Regions from separate parts of the Ovis aries genome. Here region 2 is linked to region 1. A link is a contact called in public Hi-C data. All regions are on one chromosome and are shown on one strand. Each heading gives the region's core, a stretch centred on a gene start, on an enhancer-like site or on the middle of the called end of the contact. The rest is flanking DNA. Distances are from core to core; before and after follow the strand shown.

The links. A called contact is a pair of places that touch in the nucleus more often than the background predicts.
Region 2: a Hi-C map of hypothalamus shows a contact between it and region 1, with 2.8 times the contacts expected there. The contact joins the promoter of DUSP7 here to the enhancer-like site in region 1. A contact is called at or near these places in 6 of 16 Hi-C or Micro-C datasets (blood, hypothalamus, liver and 3 more).

Annotation. Positions count from the first base shown.
Region 1 is chr19:48,838,601-48,841,838 of ARS-UI_Ramb_v3.0, forward strand. All of the region lies in intron 10 of POC1A (POC1 centriolar protein A), which reads left to right. Among named protein-coding and RNA genes, the nearest start is that of DUSP7, 57 kb to the right of the region's middle. Within about 2 kb of position 1,746, at least 16 of the 54 cell types and tissues checked have an H3K27ac peak or open chromatin away from gene starts, as enhancers often do. A contact at or near this core is called in hypothalamus, where this site is marked.
Region 2 is chr19:48,895,913-48,898,889 of ARS-UI_Ramb_v3.0, forward strand. It overlaps DUSP7 (dual specificity phosphatase 7), which reads left to right and starts at 1,362. Exons shown (of 3, transcript XM_027957564.3): 1 at 1,362-2,075. The coding sequence starts at 1,559. LOC121817246 (a long non-coding RNA gene) reads right to left here and starts at 453. Exons shown (of 3, transcript XR_009597514.1): 1 at 1-453.

The sequences.
Region 1 (3,238 bases), core at 496-2,995:
CCCCCCACCCCTCTAACTCTGTCCACATACCATTCTTCCAGCAATGCAGGGGTTCTCTGCCTTGGTGCTGTTGATCCCTTGGGCCAGATGAATCTTCACTGTGGGGGCTGTCTGTGCATTGTAGGATGTTTAGGAGCATCCCACTGGCTTGCCTGTAGCACCCCCCACCCCTAGTTGTAATGGTCAGAAATGTCTTCAGACACTGCCAGGTGTCCCGTGGGGAGCAGCGCTGCTCCTGGTTGAGAGTCACTACAGTGACTCCGCCTTGGGAGTGAGCCCAGAAGAGGGGCTTCTGCAGCAGGGCTGGCTGGGGGTGGGAGGGGCTTGGGGATGCCACTAACTCTGGAGCCTGTGATCCTGCTTGATGGGCCAGATCTGGGCTCTCCCCCAACCAAGCAACTGTGGCCCAGGTCTCTTAGTCTGGCTTTCTAACACAAGCCCATTTTGTAGAAATGTTTGGCTTATCAAACTTTGGAATCTCCAGGGGTGATGGTAAACAGCAGAAAAAGACCTTTAACAGTTTGATTTTCCTTACTACACTTAAAGTGTGTTCTTGCCCTTCCTGCCTGCAGGCTTTCCCTGGCTCTGAGGTGTAGTGCCTGGTGAGAATTTGGTGGCTTGGCTTCCCAGAGAGCCTTGAGCACCACCGCCGTGCCAGGGAGCTCTTGATCCTGATGTCCACCTCCCCCCTTCTCCCCCCAGCCCTGTTTACACTCTGGGTCTCAGATTCAAATGCCACATGAGTCACCCCTGGGCATTTGGGGATGTTAGAAGCGCATTGGGCCAGGTGCTGGATCTTGAATTCTGGACCACATGCCTGTTAGAGTTTGGCAGTCTAAAGCCAGAGGGGCAGACCATGGCAGGGGTGGCCCTGTGATCCTGTGACAGCCCCTGGCCTGAACCCCTGCTCTGGCAGTGGCTTCAGCGCTTGCTCTTGGAATGAAGGCCATCCTTGAGCCCACTGTGAACAGAGCTCTGTTCAGTGCCGGAGCTATTTTCAACCTCTGGTTGAAATTCACAGCTTATTTTTAGACACATTTCATGTTGAAAAGCAAAAGCCATTTCCCAGCCCTTCAGAATGAGAATAATGGGTTCCATTTTCCCTCTATTCTTGGCTGAGTTGTGATGAGAAGGGATCTTGGGACTGTGGCTAAAGAGCTTTCTCTTCTTGGAAGCCTGCAGAGGCAGGACTACAGCCCGTGCCCTGGGCTGAGAATGGGCAGGAAACACCACGTTCTGCCCTGTAGCGTGCTGCGTGGTGGAAGAAGGTTGGGAGGTTTCAGGCAGGTGAATGCCTCCAGAGGGGCCTGTGGGGTCCCCGCACACTGTCTGGGGCAGGGGCTTTACTGGCGTCGTTGGGGGACTGTATCGAGCTTTGTTTCCTACCCCAGCCCTGACTGCCTCGCCCTCTCTCACTCACTCTCAGGGTTCTCACTCCCTCCTGTGTTTTCTGCTCAGTCCCTGTGGCTGTTGACCACTGTGTCTTGGCCGACCTTGGATTTGGCACCTGCTCTCCAAGTCCCAGCCACTGTAGCTGACTTCTGCCTCAACCACAGAAGCATCCTAAAATCGTTCTTCATAGCAAAGATGCATTTATTCTGATAACAATCTTACTCTTGCCTTCCTCCAAACATCTGAGAGCCTGTTGTGCAATTAGGAAGGAAGGTTGTGCTGGGTGGGGCGGGAGGTTAAGAAGGCCAAATTCTAGGTAATTCAGTAAAACTAGAAAACCACTTCCTGAGTTCTCTGAGCTGGCTGCCCTCCAGTTGAGAGAACCTTGAGGTCTCGGGCCAAGGGCTTTTCTCCACTCAGCTCAGGCGGGAAGATGCGAACTCCTCCTCCTCTGTGAGATTGCATGAGGTGTTACCCATCGAGCAGGCACTTGAAACCATGCCTAGCACATGGCAAGTGCTCACCAAGCTCTATTTTTAAATTTTGTTTTCCTTTTTTCTATTTTTAGAATGTTCCTTTTCCTTCCTCTGTCTGACAGAACTAGACAAGCCCCCTGCCCCTGCTGTGATGAGGGACAGCAAGCCAGGGCCCGGGGCGCTTCTGACCAGGTCATCTTGGAGGTTGACTCTGCTCAGCAGGCTGTCCCTGTGAGGGCTGGTGTGGCTTCCAGACTCTTGCAGGTGTCAGTTATACATCCTGATGAGTAGCCTGAGTCCTCTCTGCTCCCACACATGAAAGCAAATCTATGAGCTGGGAGGAAGCAGCCCTCCTTTCCCCCTTGCCCCCACAACTCCTTGGGGCACAGTGCCTAGGACCCCCCGAACCTTAGCCCTCCTCTTCTGTCCCCAGGAAGAGGAGGCCAGGTTAGCCGAGGCTGTCTGTCCAAGGCCTCAGCCTTCACTCAGGGTGGTCCATTTCTTCTTCTTAGTTCCTTTGGTCCATGGAGCCCCTGACACCCCCTGTACCCCTACTTTAGTTCCCACAGTTTTTGTTTGCAGACTGGGCTTGACTTAAGGGTTCTTGGGCCCTGATTCCTGGCCCAGAGAGCCCTGGCACTGGATCTTGTCCCATGCTGAGGATCTGGGAGTCCTGGGTGGCGTTTGCTCAAGATCTGGGTTCTCACGCAGGGCCCTGGCCTGAGGAGTCATCAGATCAAGGTAGGGAAGGGAGCCATCTCCACCTGTCTCGTAGATTTGCGTTCTTGCTCGGGAAGTTGGGAGACTTGGGTCTCTTGGTGAGAACACACATTTGTGGCCAGCATTCGCTTTTCATAGTGAAGAGCAGTATGGATCTGTAGATGGGGCATTGTGAGTAGTTAGAGCAGATGCGCACCCCAAGTTTATATGTCTTAGAGAAGAGCCTCTCCTTTCTCTACTTGAGGCCAATTCTGGCTCAGAATTTCAAGCTATTAAAGGGGGTTCTTGGCAGCAGATCCTCAAGCAGTTGTCTAAGGCCATGCCACCCTGAAAGTGCCCAATCTCTGATCCTCAAGCAGTCAGAGAGTGCCAGGCACACGGGCATCGAGAGCCCGGTGAGAGGCACAGGAAAGCAGAGCCTCCCCGACCCTCCCAGTGCCTGCTTGCCTGGTTTGGCCATTGTTGGGCCTGGCAGGGTCTGGACTTTGTTTTCATGTTTCCTGGGACTTAGTGGATAGGCCATCTCTGTGTGACTCCTGCGGCATAATTCGTTCCCACCCCTGGTGCTGCACAGAGGAGAAACCTGAGCCCTAAGGGCACCTGCTGATGAGCAACCCAGGCCGGTTGAAGCCTGTGTCCCTAGGTCTCAG
Region 2 (2,977 bases), core at 112-2,611, 57 kb after region 1:
GACAAAAGGGCGTTAGTGGGGAGGTGGGTAGCGGGGAATGCCGCAGGGCCGCTCCTCTACCTGGTCAGAAAGCTCAACTCCTGCAGGTTCCAGAGGCACGCACTCTGGCAAATCTCAGGCACCGCCGCCATTCATCTCTGACCCTGATTCCCTCCAGGATGTAGAGGCAGGGTGGCGGGGAGCCGCCCAGCCTCGGGCAGAGTGGGAGGGGGTAAGCCCCAAGGATGTGGGCGCACTCCGCCGGGCAGGGAACGGACCGGACGGACTGCAGGATCAGCCAGGGACGGACTCCCCAGCGCAGACAGCCCTGACTCCTTAGGGGAAGCGCGGCAGGCCCCGCGCACGCGCGCCGCGCTAGTGGAGCCGCTTTGTTCCAGGGCTACCTGCGGCTCCATTCACCTCCTCCGCGGAGCCAGCCAGCCTGCCACCCGCAGCCAGTGCCGCTGAGGCCCCGCCCAGCCCGCGCTGGGTGGAACTTTTGGCGGGCCCCGCCTTCCCTCTGCCCCGCTCCTTCGGCTGCGATTGGCGCTCTGCGTGGTGCGTCCCGCCTGTCATTAAAGTTGATTCGACAGTTAGGAAAGGTGGGAGGAGAGCAGATTACAGAGGGGGCCCCCTCCCTCCCACCCCGGTCCTGTGGAAAAGTCACGTGGCGCTTCACTCCGCGCCTGTCACCACTCCGCTTGTAAAGCTTTCTTAAAGGTCCCGCTGTCTCTTCCCAGGGCCGGTCCTTTTGGGGATTTCTACAATCTAGCCCGCGGAGGGTGGCACGGCCCTGGGCCTTCCTACCTTCTTAGCTGCCTAGTCCTGCTTTCCCCCTCGGACCTGCTGGAGTGAGACGACCCCTCAGGTCTCCAAACGCAGAGCCCTCTTTAGGACTGTGCAGCCGCCTGAAACGGTGACAGCCTAGGTGCCCAGGGAATGGCACGGAGTAGGTGTTCAGTTCCCGTGTGCTGAACTCGCTGGGAGTTGTTCATGAATCAGTGGAGTCGACAGGACTTCGGCTCAGCTTGATAGCCCCTTTCCTCCGCTCCATCCCCGGGAGACTGCGGGAATGTAGGGGAGAGGATCCCTGGAGCGGGTCCCCCGAGGACAGCTCTTGGGACAGGCACAGAACTGGGAGCTCCGGGATAGGACCCAGGAGTGTCTTGGTTGGGCCTCTGGGAGAGTTTTAGTGGGTTCTGAGCGGCAGCGCTGAGGCCGAGCGAAGGCCAGGGGGCTGGTCTCCGGGCTTAGGGCACCGCTCGCGTGCCCACAGACCCCGTGGGGAGGGGCGGCGGAGCAGCGGCGCCTTTAAGCTCGGGAGCCGCGGCGCGGCCCCGCCCCCCTCGAGGACGCCTGGGCGCGCGGCCGCCTGAGACGCTGTTTAATTGGGGCTGTCAGGCCGCGGAGCGCGCGGAGGGCCGGGCGGGACGGAGGCCGGGAGGCCGGGAGGCCGGGGCGGCGGGCGAGCAGCTCGGCGGGAGGCGGGCGCCCGGAGACGCGGCTGGGGCCCGCGCGGCCGGGGCGCCGTCCCAGGGCAGGGCTGCCCGGCCCCGGCCCCGGGCCGCCCGCGCTCCCCATGAAAAACCAGCTCCGCGGCCCCCCAGCGCGGGCGCACATGTCGGCCTCGGGGGCGTCGGCGTCTGGGGACACCGGGGCGGGGTCGGAGCCCGGTGCGGGATCTGGATCTGGCGCCGGCACCGGGGCAGGCGCGGCGGCGGGCGCAGGGGCCATGCCCTGCAAGAGCGCCGAGTGGCTGCAGGAGGAGCTGGAGGCGCGCGGCGGCGCGTCCCTGCTGCTGCTCGACTGCCGGCCGCACGAGCTCTTCGAGTCGTCACACATCGAGACGGCCATCAACCTGGCCATCCCGGGTCTCATGCTGCGCCGCCTCCGCAAAGGCAACCTGCCCATTCGCTCCATCATCCCCAACCACGCCGACAAGGAGCGTTTCGCTACGCGCTGCAAGGCGGCCACCGTGCTGCTCTACGACGAGGCCACGGCCGAATGGCAGCCAGAGCCCGGCGCTCCCGCCTCGGTGCTTGGCCTTCTCCTGCAAAAGCTGCGCGACGACGGCTGCCAGGCCTACTACCTCCAAGGTAAGGGCGGCAGCGAGACCCAGTCTGGAATTGGGGCGCTCCCGTGGCTCCCGGATGCCCCCGACGGAGGCGGCTTTCTCTCCCCGTGCCCGGCCTGTCCAGCCGGCGCCACGTCTCCCCCGCTCGCATCCTCCCCTCCAGGGCTCCCTGCCCAAGCTGTGCGGGTGTAGGCTGGTACAGTAGCCCCCTCTACGTCCCTTTCCGGGCATGATCCGAGTGGTCTGAACAAACTTTTCCCCACTTGGGCTTTCCTTTTTTCCCCATTGTTGGGGCCATGGTAGCTCCCAGGTTCCCCCCTGAAGCCCGGCAAAGGAGGGAGGGTGCCCTCCTGGGCACCAGTTCAGCTCCTCCAGCCTGGAATGGGTGTCCCTGGAAGGCCAGAGTTAGGACAGGAACCTTTAATCACCACCCTCAGCCCTGCCAGGGCAGAGGGAGAGTTTGGGGGACTCGGAGGATCCCCATGTGGGGCTTGTCACTGGGGAATCGCCACCTCTTGGAAGTGCTTGGGGCAGGGCTGTAAGGAGTGTCCCTTGCCCCAGCTTTGGTTTTCCGAGACCCCCAAGTCCTTGGCCAGCCACCCCAGAGGTGGTGGAAGGGGGAGGCAGCCCTGGGAGGCGAGTGACTGCAGCCGGTGTTTCCAATTAACATTCCAAAATGGCCTCTTGCTGGCAGCGGGGCGGGCAGACGGGAGGGGAGGGGAGGCCTGCGGCACCCTCGGGCGCAGGGCCCATGCTTAGCTGCAGCGCGCTCCCCATTTCTTGTCCCTGTATAGCCCCCAGCAGCCTCCCCTTCTGTGGGTCCAAGGCCAGGGTCGGGGTACCTTGAGTTCTAAGGTGGGTTATGGAGAAGAGGAGCCAGGACCCCTTTTATGAACTTGCTCCTGCTGGGGGACAGAACCAGCT